Regions from separate parts of the Gossypium hirsutum genome. Here region 1 is linked to region 2. Evidence: chromatin contacts called from public Hi-C data. All regions are on one chromosome and are shown on one strand. Each heading gives the region's core, a stretch centred on a gene start, on an enhancer-like site or on the middle of the called end of the contact. The rest is flanking DNA. Distances are from core to core; before and after follow the strand shown. Region 1 holds the start of LOC107888763 (40S ribosomal protein S24-1). Region 2 holds the start of LOC107888971 (trihelix transcription factor GTL2).

Evidence for each region. Hi-C and Micro-C count contacts between places; a contact is called where the count stands out from the background.
Region 1: a contact with region 2 is called in a Hi-C map of leaf, with 1.9 times the contacts expected there. The contact joins the promoter of LOC107888763 here to the promoter of LOC107888971 in region 2. A contact is called at or near these places in 2 of 34 Hi-C or Micro-C datasets (both in leaf).

What each region holds. Positions count from the first base shown.
Region 1 is chrA11:109,394,938-109,402,134 of Gossypium_hirsutum_v2.1, reverse strand. It overlaps LOC107888763 (40S ribosomal protein S24-1), which reads right to left and starts at 4,528. Exons shown (of 5, transcript XM_016812966.2): 1 at 4,207-4,528; 2 at 3,763-3,804; 3 at 3,486-3,656; 4 at 2,408-2,494; 5 at 2,055-2,293. The coding sequence starts at 4,278. The coding sequence ends at 2,261. It overlaps LOC107888772, which reads left to right and starts at 5,515. Exons shown (of 6, transcript XM_016812977.2): 1 at 5,515-6,350; 2 at 7,083-7,185. The coding sequence starts at 5,676.
Region 2 is chrA11:108,956,647-108,963,825 of Gossypium_hirsutum_v2.1, reverse strand. It overlaps LOC107888971 (trihelix transcription factor GTL2), which reads right to left and starts at 5,801. Exons shown (of 2, transcript XM_016813257.2): 1 at 4,983-5,801; 2 at 2,826-4,609. The coding sequence starts at 5,452. The coding sequence ends at 3,031.

The sequences.
Region 1 (7,197 bases), core at 3,279-5,778, 440 kb before region 2:
GGGTCGATTTTCAACACATACCAACCTAACAAGAGATTTTTTTTTAATGCAGTTTTTAAAATTATTGAAGTGAACAGTACTACGTAATTAAATAGGGTTGAATCTACATATTGGTAGTAAAATAAAATATTAATTGGTGTTTAAAGTTAAGTGATAATTATTAATTTTACCGTGATTTTAGAATGTGATTTCCAGATGAGAACCGACCAAAACGTGAATCACACAGTACATTAGATTAAATTAATAAAAGCAAAAGATAGATGGCCAAACCGTAGGTGTGAAGTCAAACATGGCATTCTATCCTTTACCCACGTTCTACCAATTATTAAATTTAAATCATTATTCTTTTTCTTTTCTTTTTTATACTTTACATTATCAAGTGAATTATAACATGTAAAATAACAATAAATTCAACATGAAAGTGAATCGAATTAAGTGAAAAATTGATTTATTCGCGTTGACAACTCCTATTTTATTAATTGATTGACTTGAAATTCAAGTCGAGTCAAATTAAATGAATTTATTTGAGTTTTAAATTAAAAAATTGAACTTGTCAAATTAAAATATTATTATAATATAACTAATTCCATGTTAAATTACATAAATTTAAAACCATATATATTATAAAATATTTTCAAAAAAAAAAGAAAAAAATTACAATAAACTTAAATCATTAATTAAATTATTTGGATCCCAAAATTTTTATTTTATAAAAAAATTAAAATTTTAATTTTCTTTATATATGACCAAAAGGATATTTATATTAATCCATTATTTGAATTGTAAAATTCAACTCAAATTGACTCAAAAAAATTAAATAACTCCTTCCATTAACTGGAAATTCAAAAAAAGTTCAATTTTTTTAAAATTGAAAGTTTTTTTCGCATATGCCAATGTTGACATGTTGAATGATAAAATTGTTTATATAAGTATTAAAATATGTTATATATCTAAATATTAATAAAATTTTTAAAACATTGATATATATATATATGGCGAAATTTCATATAGAAGGGAAGGTTGTTCTTTGCTCCCACGAAACATGGTGGAAAGCTGGAAGAGTTCCAACAAGTTAAGGAAACGCCCATACTGAATGGCCTTTAATAAAAATTCAAACCAAGGAATTTAGGTTCAACAAAATAGAGAGTCATTTTAAAATAAATTTGTAAATGGACATTAACACTTATATCTAATCCTACAAGCTAAATATTTCCCCCTACGAATGTGATTCTGCCGAATTTTTCCACCTTTTATGTCGGCATATAAATAATTTACTAAAAACCACCCTCTCAATTTCAATATTAAACACATTGACCCCTCTAAATTTCATAACTTATCGACTAAAAACAATTATTGCTTTCCTTAAATATTTTTGATCTATTTGATCCTGATACTTAAAAAACCAAAAACAATACACATAAAAGAACTTCATAAAAATAAATAAAATGCATATTTTTTAAGAGCTAAATTTATTATACCAATTAAAATTGCGTAAATTTGACAAAAATATTAAAATAAAGATTAATTGTACATAGATGTTAACATTCGAAATTGACAGATTAAATTGCTCAAATTTTTTGAGAGACCAAATTGATTAATAAATTTGAGAGGGACTGAAAATATAATTCTACAAAGTAATTTTCATTAGCATTATCAATTTAACATCCACAAAAAGTATATCTTTGGGCGTCATTTAAGTAGACTCTCACCTCTTCTAGCCTTTGTAGGGCTGAACCATGGCTGCTGAAAAGCAAGAGAAAGTGGTGTGGCTTTGAAGAGCACAAAGTGGTTCGAACCCAAAACACTACTTGAACTAGCATCCCATAACCTGCTCTAAATCCTAGAAGTTGTGGGTTCATTTCATGCCTTCTACTTCTCAACAACAGGAATTTCCACATGCACTCACTTTTCAGCATGCCATAAATCTCACTCTTCAACAACTTCAAGAGGCACCCATAGGTTCTCTTCAACACAACGGCACCCAAAGAAAACAAATCTTAATTTGTGTGATCTTTCACATCATCAAATAATTACTCCAAAAAAAGAATATGATCTAAATATTTCAAAATTCTGCACTGCAAGAGTACTCAAATTAGAACAATCAGATAATACAACATCAAAATCCACTTTCGAAAACAAAAAGGTAAATCAGGTTCAAGGACACCTAAACACTTGAGGCAAGGCTAGTAAACAAAAGCTGTTGAAAAAGACTGACCCTAAGATAGACATAGATTTCACCTTTTCTTTCATCCCTTTTAGCTCACTTCTTCTTTGCTGCTTCACTGGCCTTGGTCTACAGAACAAGCAAAATGGTCAGAAAATTGACCCTCATCGATCATCAAATTTTTCGGAAGTGAAATCAGTTCAGGTAAACTAACATGAGAACAAAGAAATAATTTAATCTTACCTTCTTTACTCCACGGATCTTCTTAGCCCTGTTCTTCCTTTCCTTCATTTGCTTCCTTGATTTCTCCACCTTGGTGTCGAGTCCATTCTGAAATAGTAACACAAATAATTAGTGTCTTGCATTGTACCTTTGATGCCCTTAAAAGAAACCAATTCAAACGGAATTAATAACAATGAAAAGACAATAAGTATGTGATAGGGAATCAAAAGAAAATAACTGCAAGAAAACCCAGAAGGTTAAAGTAACATTACATAGTTATGCTGACATAAAGATGAAAGCCCTGGTTCAATGCCTTGCATAACTATGTTGCTTGGACTAAGGAGTGAGTATCAAATACAAAGTATATTCAATTTTTTTATAAATTTTGAAGGACTTTCGAAGGTCATGCCTTCATATCCATATTCAAGTATGTGTCAGATATAGGTGTGAAAAGTCAAAGCAGCATAGTCACATAATACATTATAGGGTAATTCACATTCAGATCACTAAACAAACATAAACTATCATACAAGTCTCAACCCTTTAATTCCATCACGTTATATCACTGAACTCCTATTATTAATATATTAGATTACTTATGCAAACTCAATTAAATAATTTTAATTTAAAAGCCATCTTAACATGCATAAGTAACTTATTCTCTAAACAAAACCAAGGTCGGGATTTCATGCTTTCCCACATGTTCTTTGAGCCAACATTTTCATGAGAATTAGTACAACTTAATTTATTAATAATAGAAATTCAATGATGCAATTTGATGAAATTAAAATGCTTATGACCTACACTGACGTAAATGCTACAATAAGTAACCTAAAATGCAAATCACCCCCACTCGTCTTCTTCATAACCATGCAGTACTCAAGTACAAATTATAAAAAAGGCTCTACTTCCAAGTCCATCTTGTTACTTTTAAAAGGCAACATTGCCTCCGTGCTCACTAGTATCACAACATTGCTTTTTTGAGAATACCAAAAACAAAACTATGTGGAGAAAAATACTTCAGTATGCAGTTACTAATAAAACAGACACACCACTAACAAATCCAGAGAAAATGTAAATAAAACACATCAGAAATTACCCTGATCAGTCTGTATTTGGGCTCATACTTCTTTGCGTTCTCGACAGAATCATATATCAAACCAAATCCAGTAGATTTACCACCTCCAAAATGAGTCCTGAACTTGAACACAAAGATCGAATTTGGGTCCTTCACCTCATACATTCTAGCAAGCTTCTCCTTCAACTCCGCCTAACAATACAGGATCGACAAATCAAAGATATGTTAACACAAGCAGTCCAATTTTCTGGAAGTTAAGACAATAAAACAATGTTATTGAGAATCATTAAACATTTACCTTAGAAACATTGGGCCTCCCAGGATGCAAAACATCAATGATCTACAAAACAAGTAAATAACAAGTTTCATCTTCCAAGTTAACAATTTCAAACATATATAAGCTCATCTGACCTTCAGTTTCCCAAAAGAGCAATTTTATTTTATTGCAGGCTTCATAGTAAGAAAAAAAAAGTCACTTGTTTCCAAATGACAAATCAAGGAAAGACCTAAATTAAGCATCCTACAAGCAAACTAACAAAAAACAAATACTTATTTTCTCTCATTTTCTTCTATTTTCTTTCTTTGAGCAGATCTACAGCCGAACTAAACCTTACTGAAAGCAGGTAATGGAAAATAATGTGAAAGATTACGAAAGAAATAAGCTCCGAGCCTTAAAATTTAACGTTGCCCATTGTTTGGTTAACGAAGAAATGAGCGGGAAAAAAATGGAAATGGAGCTTACGAATTGTTTCCTGGAAAGGAGCCTGTTCGTCATGAACTTCCTTGTCCTAATAGTCACTGCCTTGTCCGCCATGGTTAAGCAAATATCTTCCTCTTTTCTTGGTTTCGACGCACTGGAAGCACCAAAAGTTACAAACAGCGGCAGCAGTTCAAGGAGAGAGAATAGCAATAGCGAAAAAACAAGTTTTTATAGGGTTTCCTATGGAATCGACTTATCACTGATTAGGGTTTATTTTAGGTTTTGAATTTGGGCTTTTTTAGTTTTTGCATCTTGGGTTTTAAATGGGGCTTCCCTTTTTTAACGTTAAGTTCTACAAATGGCTATAGTAAATACTTGAGTCTGCCCTTAAAAGGGTTAATTCTGCCTCGTTGTCCTTTTACTCTTCAAAGTTTTAAAACTTTAATCCTTCTGCTTTTAATTTTAAGAATTTAGTTCTTTTTTTATCTTATTTAAAAACTAAATTGCAATCGGTATGACACTGTTAATAAACTTTTGTTAATTTTGAATATGTGGTATTTTAAAATTTAAATGTTTGACTTAAAAATTAAAGTACAATTATAACATATATTCAAAATTTTTAGAAATTAATTTTAAAAGCAAATAAGTAAAGGGACTAAATTCTTTTGGTTAAAAGCAAAGAGACTAATTTTTAAAAAATCTAAATAGTACAGGGATTGGAAGAATATTATACCCTTGTAAAATTTATTTAACTCTAAATCTAGTTAAAATTTTTCATGAATTTTTTCACTATATCTTGAAATATGATTGTGATCTTAGTAATGATGTACTAATTAAAAATTTTATTACAGGGGCATGTGTGTAAAAATTATGTATTTAATTGATGAAAGTAATAAAAAATATATAATAAAATAAAAATGTTAATATCTTATTAAAATAAAGCTTTGATTTAGTGATAAAAATAATATATTATCAATGTAATTAGTATAGATTTAAATTCAATCGTACCTAGTTTTTTTATTGATTCTTTTAAATAAAAAAATTAAAACGCCCTTGAATAATATAATTTATTTTAATTATAGAAGGACATTTTCTAATTTCTTTAATCGAGTTGGTGTCCAGTTGATTCGTGATACCAACATTCAATTAAAGACTTAAATAATAGTATAGATAAATATGATTATTATTTTTAATTATTGGTTTATTTAGCAACGAAAACCCTCATTATTTTTTATGGATGCATTTTGACAAAGCTTCAATTATTAAAGAGAAGAGGGGTTGAAGACAAAATTAGACCTAAAACTTTTGAATGGGAATTTACAAATGAAGATGAGAGGTTCAAAATGACACTATCGGCCTTCTCTTATCATGGCCACAACTCCCTCAAATTTCACCATCACATTCACCCAAACTCATTCCCCGCAAAACCAAATCATTTCTTGATCTCACCTTCCCTCATTCTTCAAAAAAATATCTCCGCACCCAAAGCTCATAATCTCTCTCCATTCACCATGGCAACTTCTACTTCTTCTTTGCTCCAATCCAACACTTTGAACTTGAAACACTATTTCCCCCTTCATTTGCCTCTTCCTTCTCCTCCTCGCCTATCTCATTTCACTGGAACTTTGGCTTTCAACGGTCAACGTTCGGCAAAGTTCACTGTTAAATGCTTCTTCTCGTCGGAGCAGAGGAAACATTTGACGAGCTCGAGTTTGGGCTCCAACAACCAGTTGAGTTCCAGCTCAAATGACAAAAACCCATTCGAGATTATTTCTCAAACAATGTTAAAAGCTTTGAACGCGTTAAAAAAGCCCGCTATAGCCGCGGTTTTATTGGGTTTGTTGCTAATGTATGATCCTAATAACGTAGCATTGGCTGCATCAGGTGGGAGGATGGGAGGAAGGTCTTTTTCTTCGAGTTCTTCATCTTCGAGGAGTTATTCGGTGCCTAGAAATGGAGGGTCGAGGTTTTCTTCGTATTCGGCTCCTTATTATGCGCCTGCTCCATTCGGAGGTGGTGGGTTTTACATGGGGCCTGCAGTTGGGGTAGGTGTTGGTGCCGGCTCGAGTTTTTTCTTGATTTTGGTTGGGTTTGCTGCCTTTGTTTTGGTCTCCGGGTTCCTTTCGGATCGGTCTGAGAGTAGTGTGCTCACTACTAGCGAAAGGACTAGTGTTATTAAGCTTCAGGTAAGCTTTTGGATTTTCTTTTATTGCTTTTTAGTTATTCTTTTGCTTTAAGTATGTTTGCATAGGTGATAAAGTCCTTGAATGATGTTTAACATTAATGAATCAACTGCTTTCTTTAATCATAAAAAAGCATGCTGATCTCCTTGTAATGATGGTGAAGCTAGTTTTTAGATAAAAAGAAATACTATGTTTTAAGGATTTGTTCCTTTGTTTTTTGCATCATTGATGCATATCAATAAATTAATATCCAATTTCAGAGTGAGAATGCTACCGATCAGATGTGTTGAAGTAAGATATGAAGTAGTGGTGTTCAGATGTATGGATAAATACACGGTTAATCAACATGTCGAAATTCAACTGAATAGATTGAATGTGAAATAAATGTGATATACAGAGAAGTTGTAACATCCGGCATGCTAGACAAAAGACACAAAAGAATGGACCAATCCAAATTAGGAGAAATCAAAGTGAGACTTGAGAATGACCCTGACAAAATCGGGTGTCTATGGAGGAGGGTTGCTTAAATGTGAATTCTGGTAGAATCTTTAAAGCTGACTTTAATATGAATTCCTTTTTGTAATAAAGTGTCAAGACTTAATTTTGTATGAATAATTGTCATGTGAAATGAGCTAGACAAGGAAGAGAGATGGACACAGAATTGTGATGGTTGCCATTACTGATGGAATTCAATTACCATTTGTTCATTTGTAGTCTCTTTGTTTTTATTATTAGGTTGGGTTGTTGGGTATGGGACGGTCTCTTCAAAGGGATCTTAATCGGATTGCTGAAGTTGCTGATACCTCTACCTCTGAGGGTCTGAGCTTTGTGTTGACAGGTAAAGCATTCT
Region 2 (7,179 bases), core at 4,552-7,051:
GTATAGAATTATTTAAAAATAAAAATGTAATATATATGTATATATTTAAATTTATTAGTAAATAAATAATAATAATAATAGATTATGGAATTATAAAATTTGAAAAGAAAATTATAATTGGAGAAAATAAGAAGTTATATTGTTTGAACATTAAGTAATAATATTGTGACAAAAGTATATGTGTGAAAAAGATGTGATATTTGTGAATTGTGTAATATGCACTAAATTGTAATGATGAAGAAATGAGAAATCTTTTTCGAGATATTTATGTAAAGTATTTAAATGTATGAAATTCAGTTTTAAGTAGATGAGTTTAGAACTACTAGGATATTAGTGGCATGCCATTAAGGAACTCTAGCACGCTCTCTGATTATTAGCACATTAGTGCTCTCCGTTCTATTATTAGCACGTTAAGTGCTCTCTGTTTAGCACATCTGTGCTCTCAGTATAGCACTTTAGTGCTCTCTGTTCGTTTGTGCATAATAATGCACTTCTGTATTTGTTCCGTATATCCAGTGTGTTCTATAAAGTCTACTTTGGGTTAAAATTATAAGTTGTGAACCAAAGCGAATTATCAATGTACTAAGGTAAGTTTTATAACTTATATAATAATAAATTAAATTTTGTTAATATAAGATACAGCTAAAGAAACCTATATGCATATAAATATATATTGATCAAATGAGATTATAATATTTTAATAGGATTTATCTGCCTATTTATTCTTGTAGTACTTACTAAGTCTTCACCGGTTTAACGCGTTTAATTTTAACGCGTAGGTACAGTTAGACTCGAAGAGCTAGAGTCGGCTAGAAGATCTCTCATCTCATCACATCCTCAAGAGCTTCATAAGTAGGTACCATGTTTTGAATTAAAAGTGACATGTACATAGGTGTTATTTTGATCACATCAAAATGTTACAAGACTTTTGTTGTAAATAAAAATGGTAATTAGTATTTTACTGTTTATACTAATGAAATGGTACAAAAGTTTATATAGTATATATGGTATTGGTTGTTTTTGGTTTGAACTTGCAGGGGGTTTTATACAAAATAAGCAGAAATGCTGCCGAAATTTTGAAAAAAAAATTCGTTCCACTCCTAATACGTATTTTGGGCTTCGAGGGTCTATTATAAAGACTTAAAAGTTAAACTATGCTACGAATGTTATTTATTTATGAATTATTTCTAAGTTGTCCAATATGTCCGATAATGCTCTGTAGCCCTGATCCGGTGACGGTTTAGGGTTAAGGGGTGTTACAGACATCCACTTAATAAGATATTCATAACATAAACAAAAATATTATTGATTTCACTTAAGGGTAAATGGATCACTTTTTATATATATATATTCCTTATCTATTCTTTTATGCCATTTTAATCAACCAAACGATGTAATACCATTATTCATATATTCTATTCAATTTGATCCCTATTACCTCTTTATTCTATTTTAATTGAATAGTCATTATATTCATACTATATTCCATTCCAACGAACCAAAAGTACTATTAGTGGCTTGCTAGAGTACAATCAATATGAATATTTAATTTCCTTAAATTTAGCTTGATCATATCTTCAATATGGAATAGAATAAACTAAGATCGTCTTGACCTAGTCTTTGAAGAAAAATAAATCTCTTCACTTAAGAAAACTTGATAAATATTAAGTCTTTTCAAAAGAGTCTTTTCTTGACTTTAACTTCTTCAAAAACAACATCTCTTTAAATAAAGTAAATAGATTAGATTAGGACTCTTGAAAACTTACATTACTTGATTCAATCTCATCTCTAAATATAATATAGTGATTTGCTAGTCAAAATCCTAAAAAACATGTAAGTAAATAATCAAGATCTGTTGGTCAAACCTGCCAACAAATAATGCAAGTAATAATATCTAGTTAGCTTTTACTTAAGTAGTAACATATGTAAATAAAAGAATTTATATTAGAAAATTTGTTTAGTAAAATTAATAAAAGTAAGTATTGACATAAGTATGTTTTTTGGGTAAAAATTTATACTTAAAAGTATGTTTTTTTAGTAAAATTAATAAAAATAGTTTTAAGGAAAAGTCAAATATGATACTTTTGAATTTATTCTTTAAAAAGATAATTTATTTCAAATATATATTTTTTAAAATAAAATCAATTTACCATTTTCTATATAAAGTGATAAGTTTCAATATTTTTATTTTGAAAATTTTGTATCAAATACAAAATAAAAATAATTTTCAAACTCTTTTAAAATATCATTGATTTATCAAATATAACAATTTTTTTTGAATCTATTGGTTGAAAATTTCAATTTCATGTATAAAAAAAATTGTTATTATAATAGATAAAACATTTGGCATAAAATTAATTTAGAGTGTGAAAAGCATTTATGAATATATCCAGATTATATGTAGAAATATCTGTTATGTTTCTGAAATGTTCCAGCAACTAGTGTACAAAACCTCATTTTCTTGGCTGAAAAGATTCCCAACTTCTTTCAGCATTGTTTTTATTTTATTTGGCATGGAACAGTGAACTGCGCCTGAACACTGTCCTTCCTACATTTAGTAAATAACAATCTCTATTGAAATTATCATCAACAAAATTAGGATTTTTTATTTGGAGGGTGGAATGTAAGTTGTTGAGGTTGAAGTTAAATAAAAGGATTGAATTGAACAATTAATGTTTAAGAGGATCCAAAAGCAAAATATACCCTTTCATCCAGCCCTACCTATCCCTTTGAATTCGCCGGGCCCTTAAAAATAGAACTAAACTCGTAAAATGAAAGAATTAGGAGCATTAATCAATAATTATAAAATGAAAGTAGGCCTGACCTGAAATTAAATTGTCGGTGCTCACTACTGTACAAGTTTAAACATATATCCTCCATGAAAGTTTACATTAGATTCTCTAAGAAAATTAAAAATTAATTTTCAACCCAAAAAAAGTACTATTATTTCTAATATTGTAGTATTAATAATGTCATTAGCGATTGTAATACCAAAAGTAATTTAACGTACACACAAAAATGTAATGTGATTCAGAATTCAAATTCAAAACCTGGTACTTGAATAACCATGTTTGTCTCATTACCTCCCGAAACATGCACAGTTGAATCCTTGTCTCCCCTTTGACATGAATCCTTACCGGTTTCTGGCAATTTTGAGTGGTTTTCCGGCAACGGCGAGCGATTTTCCGGCCCATCAGAAGGTGCTATAAGTGTTCCTTGACTGTACAAAGTGCTTAATTGATGAAAATAAGGGCATGTCCTTGAGTCAAGGGACCTCTTCTTGTTGATATCTTTGGTTTTTCTGAAGTACTTGTTTATGTTTTCCCATTTCTCTTTGCACCTCTTTGCACTTCTCTTGTAGCCCAATTCTAACATCCCTTGTGAGATTCTTTCCCATAGAGGAGCTTTTATGGCTGTTCCTTCCTTCTCATGGTCACCGTTGTTATAAAGACTGCACCTCAGGTTTATTAATGCCAACACTTCATCTCTTGGCCATCTCTTTCCAAGGTCTTCTTTCTCATTGGACGTAGGGTTTTGGGGAGCTTTATTTACCGTCAATGGTGAAGTGGGCGGTAATGGATTGCTTTCAGCACTGACAGAATTAGGGTTTTGCGGAGCTAATGATGAAGTATCAGGTGTTTCCGGATTAGGGTTTTGAGGAGCTTGACTTTCTGTCATGGATATGGGCATGCTTTGTTTGTTTTGATGGGCGAGGTTCATAGAAGATGGAGAAGTGGTAGAAACTTGATCAACTTTGTTTTGGTCAGTGACAATGGGATTAGGGTTTTCTGCTACTGCCACTAAAGGAGATGAAGAAGCAATAGGAGGATTTGAACATTCACTTGGTACCTTGACAACATCTTCATTAACCCTTCCAAAACATTGCTTCTTAGAGGATCCAGTTTGTGAAAATTTGCTCAAGAATTTGATTATGGTGGCCTGTCTATCACCAGCAATAGCTTGTTCCTTGGCTCTAAGTTCAAGCTCCTGGTTAATCCTATCCAGCTCTTGCTTCTTCCAAGCTTCTTCTCTTGCAACTTTTTCTTCATCTCTCTTCACCATATCTTCAATCAGCTTATTATGCATCTCTTCCTGTTGGATCATCAACTTGTTCACAATATCTTCACAAAACCCTTTGAACAACTCAAGTTTCTTCACCCTTTTCCTCTTCTTGTTGTTGTTGGCAGCAGCAGCAGCCTTGTTATCATCATAGTTTGCTTTGTTCTCAACCACTTTTTTGTTATCCTGATCTGATGACATTGCAGTGTTGTTTGCTGGTGAAGTTTGATATAATTCATCGACATTTCTTGAATCAGCTTCCAAATTCTGACCCATATTGTCCTCATCTTCCCTTGACTTTTCCACATTTTTGTTGTTTTCATCTGCAACAACAGCCACCTGCTGCTGCTGGCTATGATGATGAGGAGGAGGAGGAGGAGGCGGAGGTGGAGGTGGAGGTGGAGGATTCTCAGCTTGATAAAGTTCTTCAAGTTCACTAAAGATCCTGTAGTTTTTGCTGCAATTGATGCTGTTGAAATATCTGCTTTCTTCTTCAAATTTTTCTTTGCATTTGTCTGCACTCCTCTTGAACCCAAGATCTGCCAACTTCCTGCACCCACCATAACTGTGTGCACATATATATATAATTGAACCATTACAAAGCTGCATGCCTATATTTATATATCAAACACTTATTCTTTCTATTTTACTATCAATTATTCACTTATAAAATACTATACCAAGGTTTTTTTTTGTTTATTTAATTATCAGTATCCCTTTTCTCTCTCTCTCTCTCTCTCTTTCATTAACAACGGCTCATAAATAATGATATCCCCACAAGGGTTAATGTAGATGATTTAATACTATCCAATTTGATTGTTTCATTCATCAAAATTTGAAGGGACTCTATCTATTAGAAAAGAGAAGAAAAGAAAAGAAAAGAAAACATGAAATGGATATATGTATAGTTTGTATGTATATACCTTGAGACATGTTCCCAAGTGAATTCTGGGAACCAATTTTCTATGCTAGATCTGACCTTCAACAGTGCAAGGACTTCATCATTAGACCAAGGATGATGATGATGATGAAGATTATCAATCGGTTCAGCAATGGATCTCTGATCTCTTCCATTAATCTCCATGTTCATACCTACCAAACTGGTGGTACTCTCTTCATTATTCTTCTGCTGGTGCAATGACTGCAACAACTGAGGCTGCTGCTGCTGCTGCTGCTGCTGCTGCTGCTGCTGATGATGATGATGATGCAGCTGAGGGGGCACTTGCTGATGATGGGAGTTTGATGAAGAAGTGAACAAAGGGTCAAAGGAAGTGAAACCATTTGAAGAAGTGAAAGAGAGAGGGAGAAGGAGAGTGGTGGTGGTGGTGGTTCTAGCTGATGCTGATGACGCTCCTATGAATTGATGAAGATGGTCTGGCACTCCATCAAACATTTTTCTTTTCCTTTTACACTATCTTTCCTTTTGGGTTTTGGGGGGTTCAGTAAAATGGGAGAGGACTAGAAGGGCTGCAAAAACAAAACAAACACTCAAAAAACACCATAGCTGCCCTTTCTCTATCTCTATCTCTATCTGATGCCTTCTTTGTTTCTCTCTCTCATTTATCAAGAATTTTGTCCTGTCATGGAAGAGAAAAGATAGCCCACCACACCCCTTTTGGTGGCAAGTGAAGTCACTGTCCAATGAGACCCCAACTCATAAATGTACCATTAAGGTTAAGTTCTTGCTGCTTTTTTGGATTAACATTTAATTGCTCCCATTCCACCAAATATATATATTTTTTATTCATGCACTTGCACTTGTACTTGGTATATTATTTAAATTTAATGAACTAATTATAAAATAAAAATTATTATTATTTTATTTATTTTTAATTTTTCAATAAAAAACTTATTTACTCAATGATTTAAACTTTAATAGGAATAATAAAAGGCTTAGTTTTTGTTTTTGTTTTAATTCTCTTAGCAAAAGGCAAAGCTTGAATATAAAGTTGAAGAAATTTTCTTGGTTTATTTGCTTCTTCTTTTTTTCTCCTTATGTTTTAATTCAAAAGTTTCATTTCTTTTTTGTTGTTTTTTTGAGGTTGTCGTTACTTTTCAACCGACTTCATTTGTCTCCTGCAGCCGTTGATCTGTTTGACTTTCTTATCAAGTCAAACTTTCATCAATCACCTTTTTATATGTATTTCTATAAAACTCCTTTGGCAGATAAATATTTAGGAAAACAAAAAATGAATACTAAAATATAATAATACCATAGTTTAAGTAAGACACAGATTAGTCCTTTTTTTTGTGTGTGTGTCTGCACTAAATATATACATATGATTTGAGTGGAAACCAAACAATATTTTAAGAAAAATGAGTCATTTTTTTATAAAAAAAAAAGAAGAAGAAGTTGGAAAACATATAAATATTTGTATAGTTTGGACCAATTTAACTAAATGTTAATATTATTTACACATTTAAAATGGGATTTTGGAAATGAATTATTTAAAAAATGGAAGAAGATTTAAAACAGCGGTATGATAATTGATATTAATGAAAGTGAAATGTGAAAAGAAAGTGGGATCCAGTGAACAGGCATGAGAGTGAGGGAAACAACCAACAAATAGGGGATTGGAAAAGGATACTTTCAATTTTTTAAAATTATGTAATTTAATTATTTATTATATTTGGGTCCTTAGAATCCTATGCAGTAGCTGATGCTGTAATTAACGGCAATGGTGATGGCAGGACACGTGAAAACATGCAGACATTGGGACCAAATTATTTAAGGAAGGAAGAGGCTACTGTCGCCCACCAATTTACCCTAGCCTGTAAATTATGTAATTTACAGTCCATTATTACATTTCTCAAACATACGCCTAAATCTTGATTCCACATAATATGGATACTCATCCATTATATTTACATTTAGAGTCTGATTTTTCAATCATTCCTTTACTAAAGTATCATCGATTATACTCTATAAATTAGTTCAAAGAATGGATAATTACTTATCTATTTTACTATTAAAAATTAACATGATTAATGTATAAAGATTATCTTTTAACAGTAAAAATAAATTTTAATAAAAAGATAAATTTATTTTTTGATTTAACATATAATAACTAATTTCCTAATTTTTTAAATAAAAAAATAAAATACAATTCAATTTACAGT